Linked DNA regions of Takifugu rubripes: region 1 is linked to region 2. Evidence: chromatin contacts called from public Hi-C data. All regions are on one chromosome and are shown on one strand. The core of a region is the stretch at or near the end of the contact, and the rest is flanking DNA. Distances in the headings are between cores, read along the strand shown.

Region 1 (4,950 bases), core at 1,701-4,200, 130 kb before region 2:
GCAGCTGGAGGCCAAAAAGACACTTCACTGAACACGTCATGGGAGAGGTGCGACTGAGGAGCTTTTGTGTTGACGAGACAACCTCAAGAAGAAAAGAGCTGTGGCTGATGGGACAGGTGGACTTACATCACACATGATTTCTAACATGAAGGTAAAGTGACTCCAGCACTGTTGTGTTGGCCGTACCGGGCAGCGATCCTGTTAAATAACAGGGGTTGACCTGTTGAAATAATCACACTCACGGTGATAAAAGCCTCTACAAACCTATTTCTCCACTATCATTTGATCCAGAATAACATTTTGGCTTCCCATTTTTAATGTATGATTCCATGCTGTTGAGTGAGACCATTACTGCACAGATTCATGCCACAATCGTGGCTTCAACGGTCTAAATGTGTGTAATTTAGCTGTCGCCCGCTGGAGTTGGATATAGGGTACATATGCTACTGCTGGATTATGAATGAGCAGCACAATGACACTGTAAACATTGTCCATTTAGGATCGTTTCACTACTCTCAAACTGTCTATTATTTTAGTCTTAAAGTTTACTTTGCTAGTTTCTCTAAAGGAACCAGGAGATTTTGATATTATGCAATACTAAAAAACTATGGGGGTTTTCTTATATTCTATTTTGTTTTGTGATGGTTATACACATGTGTGATGGCCTACACCCCATCGCTCTAACGGTGAAATTAATTTAATTTTGAAGAACTTATATTACAATATACTTCCTACATTCCAACAAACCAGTTAGTGGGGTTGTGTTGAGTTTCTTTTCCTGTATTTAAAATGTAAAATAGGTGGGGCTCAGAGAGGGAGTTTTATGTAACCTGAAAAGTGTTTGCTTGAAACAGCAATAAACGTGTAATATACAAGTGCAGGTAAAACTATAAACCATAATTCAACACTGAGATAATAACCTTCAACAGAAAAAACGGATCAGAAACTCACTCTGCCATTAGCCAGATGCTGTGAATGCTGCCATCTATTTCTTTATCCACCAGTGCTTCAATGTCTTTTATGGCTTGATTCAGAGTGCCAGGCTGAGGAGAGGAAAAAAGCACGGGTGTCACTTTATAATTACCCACTGTGACAATCACGATGTGCGCATGAAAAGCTTAAAGGGAGAATCTTTGAGACAGGAATGCAGCGGGGACCGGGACTCCATGTCAGAAAGGCTGTGTCACAACGTCTGTGTCAAGCAAAATAAAAATACAAATGTGACATCACATTGAAATGACTCGAAATTAAAAAAAACAACAACTATGCAGCGGAATTCCTGTTGTCTAAAGAGACTTCCTATACTGCGCAAGTGTATCTGCGCCATTTGTGGTTTGCTATCTCGGAGCCAAGTTAGAAAAAGAGAAAAAAACAAAATCAAAAGTTCACTCTGAGGGCTCCTGAGAGTTTTAATGTGATTCCAAACCCTTTATTCTTGTGACCTCCGGCCTGTGTAGCGCTGCCATAATGTCTCTGCGAGGTTTCCCAGTCACCCAGGTCATGACAGTCATAAGTGCTGGAGGTGAAGACAACTGGACTTTTTTGGGATTCTTGAAGACATTTCACCTCTTAATCAAAAAGGCTTCAAGACAAACATAGCAGCTGCAAGTCCGAACTTTATATTGTCCTGTAAAGTACAGAATACTATAGTAGACTATTGTGGCAAATAAAATGGTGTAAAATATAGGCTGATAATTTGTTGGGGCAAATATTTAGACTCACTGTAACAATATATAGTGTTAATAGAACTTTGTGTTGTCCTCCAAACAATAGTGCAGAATACTATAGTATAGTACAGTATAGTATAGGTGTGTAGTATGGCAAATACATTGGCTAATATTTACACTTAATGTAACAATATGAGTGTAGCGAGTGTGTGTTAAAAATGATATCACACACATTTTGGGAGAAAACCCAGCTAAAGTGTTTACCCTCAACACGAAGAACTTCCTGAGTTTGAAGTGGGGCAGGAAGTTTGCGGGGCCGGCGGAGGGCAGCTCCAGGGGGTCCTCATCGCCCATCACTGTCCGCTCCCCCTCGTCCTGTGGGCGGTCAACAGGGGCTGCTTTCCCGGGGTCATCTGCCGCTGGGCTGGCCAGCTCAAGCGGCGCTAGGTTCCCCGGGTCAGCCGGCGCTGGGTTCCCTGGGTTCTCCGGGTCAGCCGGAGAAGAGCTGGAACGATGCGGCTGCTCTTCGTTTGCTGCTTCCTTCTGTGGCTCTTCCATCCTGGAGGTTCACGACACCTTTTCAACAACAACAACAAAAACATTTTTTAAATCCAGCACGCGCCGTCTGTTTGTCCGTCCGTCCGTCGGACGCTCAACTCAAGTGCGTCAAAGCAGCGAAGACGCTTTTACCACCGATAATTGGCGAGTTTAACCCCGGCAATGTCCCCACTAACGCTCCGTGAACCGCATACATATTTAAGCGATGGTTTTTGATATAATATTAATAAAGTATTAACCAGACCTCTGACCTAAAGAGCAGAGAGGCGGCAGCAGGTGCACCACTTCCTTGTTCCGTGTGTTCTCAGAGCAGCGCCTGATTCACCCGCAGCAACCCGCATGAAGATAACACACGTATATGCGTGGGACAACGTTTGAAACTATGCGGTTCGGAGGAGCAAGAGTTCATGGCCCCAGTATTGTATTAAGTACCCAACAAAGGTAGACTCAAATAGCCTTTCACCTCCATTAAATTATGCAGCCTAACCCAAGCAAACCCTGATCCTTGGTTTAAAAGTCAAAGGAAGCATCGCCACTGCTTATCTTTTAACGTAGAAAATCTGGTCTTTCACCAGTGGACTGTTTATACTGACCCGATTAAGATGCACAATGGGATGTTCTACCAGTGCCTATGAGCCAGGCCTGTGTGAAGTAGCAGACAATACTGAAGAGGAAATGGAAACCGTGCGAATGGATGCAGAATGAAGGTTTCGCTTTCTCTACTTCCTCCCATTTACCTGTCTCTGCCAAGTTTGTGGGTTGTGCAGCTTTGATATAAATTTAAAGTGATTAATGAAAATTTGGAAGTATGGTGACTGAAATAAAATTAAATTACACCCTCTAGGATAATTAGTAAACATTTCCAATGATTACATACATACATACATACATACATACATACATACATACATACATACATACATGCTTAGACAGATTTAGACTGAAATTGTGTTGACTGTAGGCTACCTTGGCTATTTATAATCAATATCCCTCAGACATTTCTGGAGATTTGTTCATAACGTATCACATCTTATTTTCTGATGGGTGAGGTATTATCTGTGTATACGTGGGAGAGCCTATTTTAACTATGCCATACTCACGTAATCTAATTAGAGTTTGAAATACTCACCACAGACACCAACCAGATCTCTTTGTTTCTTGCATCAGTAGTTTTTGGGTGACAGTTGTGGCGTCACAGGCTCAAGACTGAAGAATAATAAGCAAGGCTGAAATATGAAGCAGACTTGGCTGTCGCCTACATTAACCCCACAGGTTTTTGCTTTACACTATTCATACTGTTGATGAAAGATTTAATTCTCTTTGATTTCCTCTCTCGGGCTTACGTTCTCTCCACATCTTTTCCTAAAATACCAGTGAATGACAGTTGCGATTGAACTGGACTACAACACAATTGTGGGATGAATCAGATCAGTGAAAGCGAGGAAGACTTTTCCCTCCCACAAATCCTTGAATAGCAGCGGCATTTAGACATCAGTCTGCGTCTGAGCTAATGTTCTCTGACATCCTGTAAGGCCACTCATTCCCAATCACAACTCAGTCAGGAAGCTTTTCCAGTGCCTTGTTGGAAGTTCAAAAACCAATTCAGTTCTAATCTCCTGCCGTCAAAGAAATATAGACAGATTTCTAAAAGCCGCCTTTCAGAGTGGTTGCTTAGCTACTCCCACGGACAGCAAGCTGCTTTTTACTGATGCGTGAATGGCCACTAGCTTTCAGCGCAGACCTCATTTACTTTTATTTTAGTCATGCAGGCAAGTAATTACTTATAAGAAAACCAGAGGGTTTCTGCTTCAGTGATGTATTAAGAATGCATTTTAAGAGTACTCCCCCATCTGATCCAACTCACCACCAGGTAGTGATCAGCGATCAGCTCTGCTCCTCTCTTCGCACGAGTGTCCAAAACATATGGCCGCAGATCAGCTGACACGACTATGAAGTCAATCATTGACCTACAGCAGGGAAGCAACCCTTTCGCTCGACCGCGAGAACCCCAACGTTGAACTAGAGAGTCTGGGGGCAAGCAAAAAGCCCACCCCCGCTCTCCGTCTCTCACCCTGAGCAACTCCAGCGTAGCAGAGTGTCCAACCCCCCTCAAGGACTTGGGTTCCTGTGCCGACGCTATGTGTGGTGGTGAGGCCGACCATATCTAGTCGGTAGCGCTCAACCTCCCCCACAAGCTCCAGCTCTTTCCCCGCCAGTGAGGTGACGTTCCATGTTCCAAAAGCCAATTTCCATAACCGAGGATCGGACCGCCAAGGCCCCCGCCTTGATCCGCCGCCCAATCCACACTGCACCGGACCCTTCATGCTCCTCCTGCGGGTGGTGTGTCCACTGGAGACAGGAGTGTCCACATAGCTGGTTCGGGCTGGGCCCGGCCGGGTCCCATGGGCGTAGGCCCGGCCACCAGGCGCTCGCCATTGAGCCCCAAGCCTGGCTCCAGGGTGGGGCCCCGGTACCCCTCCGGGCTGGGTACGCGGCTTCCCTTTTAGATGTTCCATGATGGGTCATGAACCATTCTTTGTCTGACCCTTCACCTAGGACCAATCTGCCTTGGGAGACCCTACCAGGGGGCAATGCCAAACTGCCCCGGACAGCAGAGCTCCCAGGCTCATTAGGGTACGGAAACTCCTCCACCACGACAAGGTGATGGTTCACGGAGGAGAAAAAAAATTGAAGTGAAATCTATAAACACTTCCTCTCTTTTGTA
Region 2 (5,007 bases), core at 933-3,432:
ATTTAAAAAAAAAAGGATAAACAATTAAGCCTTCTCTGGACACCTGATTTTATTGCTTTTTAAATTAGTAATCACAAGAATTTAGAATCGAATTTAACACTAGAATACAGCAAACACAGTGCTGCTTAAACAGAACCAACTTTAAATGAAATCAAGACATAAATCAAAACTACTAATAATCCACGTAACCCCCCCCCACCCACCCACCCCCAACACAGACAAAAACAAATCCCTTCAGTGGAGCATCACTGCTTCTGCTGCATTGCCTCTTTTCTTGCAGCATCTTGCAGAAGCTGGGTGTCCACTTCATCAGCAGGGAGCTGAACATACCGGACCACAGATCCACGGATGAAACAGTTTTTTACCGACAGCTAGAATTCAAGAACAAGACAGTCCACATGTAAAGATCAACACCGAAACACAGGGAAAGAGCTGAAAGTGATAAAAATGCATCATGGAATGAGCCAGCGGCATGGAAAGTTCGGTCATCTCGGTCCAAATTTGTGTGAACAATTAAGAGGAAGGCTTAGAAATAAAACTTGTTGCCTTCATATACTCAACAAAATCCTTTTAAGTATTTACATTTTTAAAATAAGAGAAGGGGAAAAGGGGCAAATGTTAGAATCAAGTCGCACCCCGTTTGGCCAGTACCACAGCTTGGAAACGCTTAGTGCAGCTGACCAAGACACTCTTTCAGTCTGTGTTGACTCAAGTCTTCCAGTTCTGGGAGATTTCTGAGCTCGTCTGTGGTCACAGAATGGTCTTTAGGACAGACATCAGGGTCATGGCAAACCTCCAGCTGGCCCTTCTGAGGTTGCCCATCATGGGTTTTGAGGTTACGATCTTTACCCAGACGTCCTCCATTCAACTTTGTTTTACAGATGCTTTCATGCTTTTTGCTTCCAGAGTTTTCAAGTCATCACCCTGCCTGTGAGATGGTTCCCATGCTATTGACGGCAACACAACCCTAAAGCTGGATCGATCCACTTGCAAGTTTAACAGCTGGACAGGTGTTTGTGATGTTGATTTACTGATGAGGATGCAGAAAACCTATTCTTCTTAGATCTGTTCGATAAAGGCCATTCTTGTGTAGGTATAACTTAACAGTAGAACAGAGTAGCGCTTCTCCAGTCTGCTATAGGTTCTTGACCTTTTGCAGTCAAATATAGATTCTGACAAAAACTGCCAGGGCTCCCAGTCGTCTGCAGGGTGAAGCTCCCCCTTTTGAACTCGAATCTTAACTGTTCACATTAATGGAAATTTGGACCGGGGACGCCAACATGCTTGCACAACACTGCATCAAACTGTGAATGCTGTATTGGATTTACCGTGTCATATAGGAAACGATATATATTTTAACCATGTAGCTTCATATGAAGCCATAATGTACTTGACTTCCTGCAGGTATAAGACACAGAGATAACCTTGAAATATAGCCAAAACAAAGCCAGTGAAACCTACCATGTGTGGATATTTCTCTGGGTCTGTAACACTGATGTCTGTGAGCTTTATGTTGAGATACTGAAACAAAGTAGAGAAAAGTTACGCCAAATCCTTGAAAACATAGCCAACCGACGTATTTGACTTAATAAATAAAATATTCTTTTTCTGACCTGGTCGACAGAATGGAGGGTACCACAGATGCTGACAAGAAAGGATCGGATATAATATTATTAGCACAGAAACGGAATAATGAGCATGTGTTTTGAGCCGAAGTCGCCACCGTTCCATTCTTTAGTGGCAGACCTCAGCAATGAACACAAAGGCGAGCATTGCAATAAATATACCAACCTCAGGTCGTTTTTGAGCTCCACCACTACATCTTTCCCGACCAATGACTTGAAAAACGAGTAGAAAAGCTGTAAAACAGATCGATGTGAAGAGAGATAACATTAGCAACACGCTAACAGTGAAGCACCATATAATGAATGTAATAAGCTATAAAGAAGTCTTCAAAGAAATGCGGGTACTTTGACACTTTTTTGAGCCACCGAATAAGATAATTAATGTAAAATACCCATTTGTTACTCATAATTTTCCCTCACCATTATTGCCGCTTCTCTTGTGTTTCAGCGTCAAACGTTGATGTCGTATTATGCTGCGTAATATTCCTGCGACGGGAGAGGGTGCAGTTACCGCTTGCGTCCACACGGAGGAGCCAAATGCGCGCTCAACGCTTCAGTGGCTCAATTCTCGTTTTATGACGGTTCGACACCGTTGGCGCATGGCCCCAACTTGTGAATTCGAGTATGGACGTTTCCATTTTTGTTTTATTCATTGATTTATTTATTTTTAATGAATCACACATACTGTGGTAGGAAAAAGAATGACTCCGGTCATGTATTACTATCTTGATATTACTATGTATCACTAATCAGTATTTCAATATTTGAGTCTGTGTTGAGTGTTATTGCAGTTTGTAGTAACATTTGGAGGTTCAGTACCTTGTTCCTTGTGAGCACACCTTCTAAAGGTGAGCTAACACCCTTTTTATAAAAATGATAAAACCATTCTGCACGACCACGAGGATTTTTACTTATTGCTACAGTGGTTTTGTTTAAGCCAAACAACCGACAAATAAACAGTTGAACAAAAGCTTAAAAGTGTACAAGCAATACAACAGCTTTCAAGCTACATGTAGTAGTAACATGTGGAGTCAATTGGCTGATTTCATTTATTGATTGCCCAGGTCATTGGATTGGTATATTCATGGTTTTCCCAAAGATGAGCTACAAAAATCTGTCTTCTATGCAGTCTGGTCTTACTTCACAGATCGGATCTTGGGGACCTCGGGTACTAGAGAAGAACAAGAGTTTGCATGTGATAAGTTATCAGTGAATTTATAAGTGGGAGAAGAACGAGAGTTTTCCTTACCGTCTCTGTGAGGCTGTGGTTGGCCAGGCCTTGCAGGTGGCCTGAGTTTAACAGGAATTTCAGAGTTCTCTCTGTAATCCCTGGATTTGGGTGTCTGGGGACCTTTGAAAGGTAAAGGAGGCCTATTGTGTCCTATCCCTCCCTCTGAGCGTGAGGGCACCACTGGTTTCTTCATTTCGGAACTGGGAGGCTGCAGTCGGTTTTCAGAGCAGGTGAAGGAGCGGTTGCGGGGGGTGGGCATAGGGGGTCGATCAGGTTCCCTGTCTGAACTTTTGGAAGCTCCAAACATGTGATCTGGAGGTGTGCGATGATCCCTCTGCTCTTGGTCCTTGCCCCGACCATGTGGTTTTGGTATCGAAGCATATAATGGATTGTCAAACATCTGGTCACAGTCCCCACTAAAAAAGAAAGAATCAGCAATATGTCACTTGCAATATATTTCCAATTATTGCTTTGTTATTTGCTTTAGTTATAAACCTTCCTGCAACTATACTCATTCACAACTATATTGAAATCTATTTGAACTATTTTACTATTCTATTTTCCTCAACATTAAGTCTTTATTGAAATGATCATTTGAAATGATAATATCCCTAAACCGTTTGAACATACGAAGTAGAATTATATTCAGATTTTTGAGTGATTTTTTAAAAAGTAATTTAGGTAACAATGCCAGAGCTGTGATTTTTACTGAAGGCTTTTAACTACTTGAAAGTTCAGTGGTGAAGACTCACGTGTGATTTGGGGATTTCCGTGTGGGGCTGCGTGCGCCCACATCACCAGCAGACTTTTTGGGCTCTTTCCCTCCATGTCCAGGAATGGCCAGACTCTTTGGTGGCATGCTGTAACTCCAGCCTTTATCTACCACGTTGCCCTTTTGGAACCCCATGTAACTGGGGTTAGAAATATCAAGTGCTTGTGCAGCTGAAATCCTAAATCACAAGGCCAAAGGTTAGAAATCCCCCCCAATGAAAACATACCCGGTAGGAGTCATGTGTGAGATATCGTTTCATTTCGTTTTCTTGACTGCTTTAACCCTTCCAGGGGCATGACGAAGGTAATGGAGCCTATCCCAGCTGCATATGTCCAAAGGAAGGGTACACCCTTGGGTGAGTCGCCAGCTTGTGTTGTACCTTGCTCAAGGGTACCTCGGCATTGCTCTGAGGGTGTTCTAGCACCTCACCCTGCTACCTTTCATGTTTGGCCCACACTGGACCTGCTACCAGATATTGTCAATGTAAAATAACTTACTTGTTGAGGTCGCCACCTTTGCCTTTTGAGTTAATAGTGTCATCCTTTTCAATTTTGATAAAATCTGGGAAAAAAAGAAAATAATTGGTGCTCACATAAAGATCACAAGATAACACTCTACGCTACGTCCCTGCCAGACATCCAGACTCACCGTACAGCTTCTCAGTCGGTTTGCCCTCAGAGGTGCGTAACTGGATGCCGCCGGTCATCCTGCCCGTCGTCTCTCCTTGGTGGGTCAGTGTGATCTCAAACTCCATGTAGCAGAGCTGAGCAGCTCGCAGCGCAACACAGCCCTCTCCTTTAGGAACAAATCACCAAGTGAGCGATAAGAACTGCTCAGGTAAGACTGGAGGATTGACAGGTGCGGGTCAGTCCACTACCGTAAGACTCGTCACTGTCGCTTGACTTTATACAGATGAGGATGTGCTGATCCAAAAGGTACTCCGGGTCAGAGATGATTGGCGTGAGCTTCACAGAAGTGGAGAACAAGTGATGATGACTACATACTAGAGGCGTTTCATCCAAAACCAAAGCCGCCACCCCTCTTGTTGTTACCTCAACTTGATGGCCAAAGCGAACTTTGATGTATCCCCCCGAGTCCTCTATGTTTTCACCTTCTGGGGTTTTTACCATTTCTGCAGGGAATTTGATTTAAAAAAAGGTTTCTTTAAATCACCCCAAAATCAGAGTGCAATGTTCAGGACAAAACCTACTCTCCAAGCAACTGGAATAGAATTCGATAAAGAACTTGGTCTTTGATTTGGTCAGTAGAGTAGCCACGCAATTCATGATCTGGATCCCTCCTTCGGGTTCACTGTTTGGGTCTGAGGGGAGACAATAAACCACGATAAACCACAGCAGATTACACCTCATTGGCCCAAA

What was found. A called contact is a pair of places that touch in the nucleus more often than the background predicts.
Region 1: a contact with region 2 is called in a Hi-C map of an unstated tissue, with 2.1 times the contacts expected there. The contact joins the promoter of tprg1 here to the promoter of smx5 in region 2. A contact is called at or near these places in 2 of 2 Hi-C or Micro-C datasets (muscle and an unstated tissue).

The regions. Positions count from the first base shown.
Region 1 is chr20:3,596,660-3,601,609 of fTakRub1.2, reverse strand. It overlaps tprg1 (tumor protein p63 regulated 1), which reads right to left and starts at 2,950. Exons shown (of 6, transcript XM_003973824.3): 1 at 2,819-2,950; 2 at 1,932-2,243; 3 at 952-1,043. The coding sequence starts at 2,225.
Region 2 is chr20:3,466,670-3,471,676 of fTakRub1.2, reverse strand. smx5 reads right to left here and starts at 2,182. Exons shown (of 5, transcript XM_011614478.2): 1 at 2,046-2,182; 2 at 1,792-1,859; 3 at 1,614-1,644; 4 at 1,462-1,521; 5 at 1-371. The coding sequence starts at 2,048. The coding sequence ends at 246. It overlaps inpp5d (inositol polyphosphate-5-phosphatase D), which reads right to left. Exons shown (of 27, transcript XM_003973875.3): 20 at 4,839-4,949; 21 at 4,681-4,760; 22 at 4,506-4,593; 23 at 4,277-4,423; 24 at 4,126-4,189; 25 at 3,609-3,806; 26 at 2,875-3,272; 27 at 2,516-2,796. The coding sequence ends at 2,762. It also overlaps a transcript of bcl6aa not described here.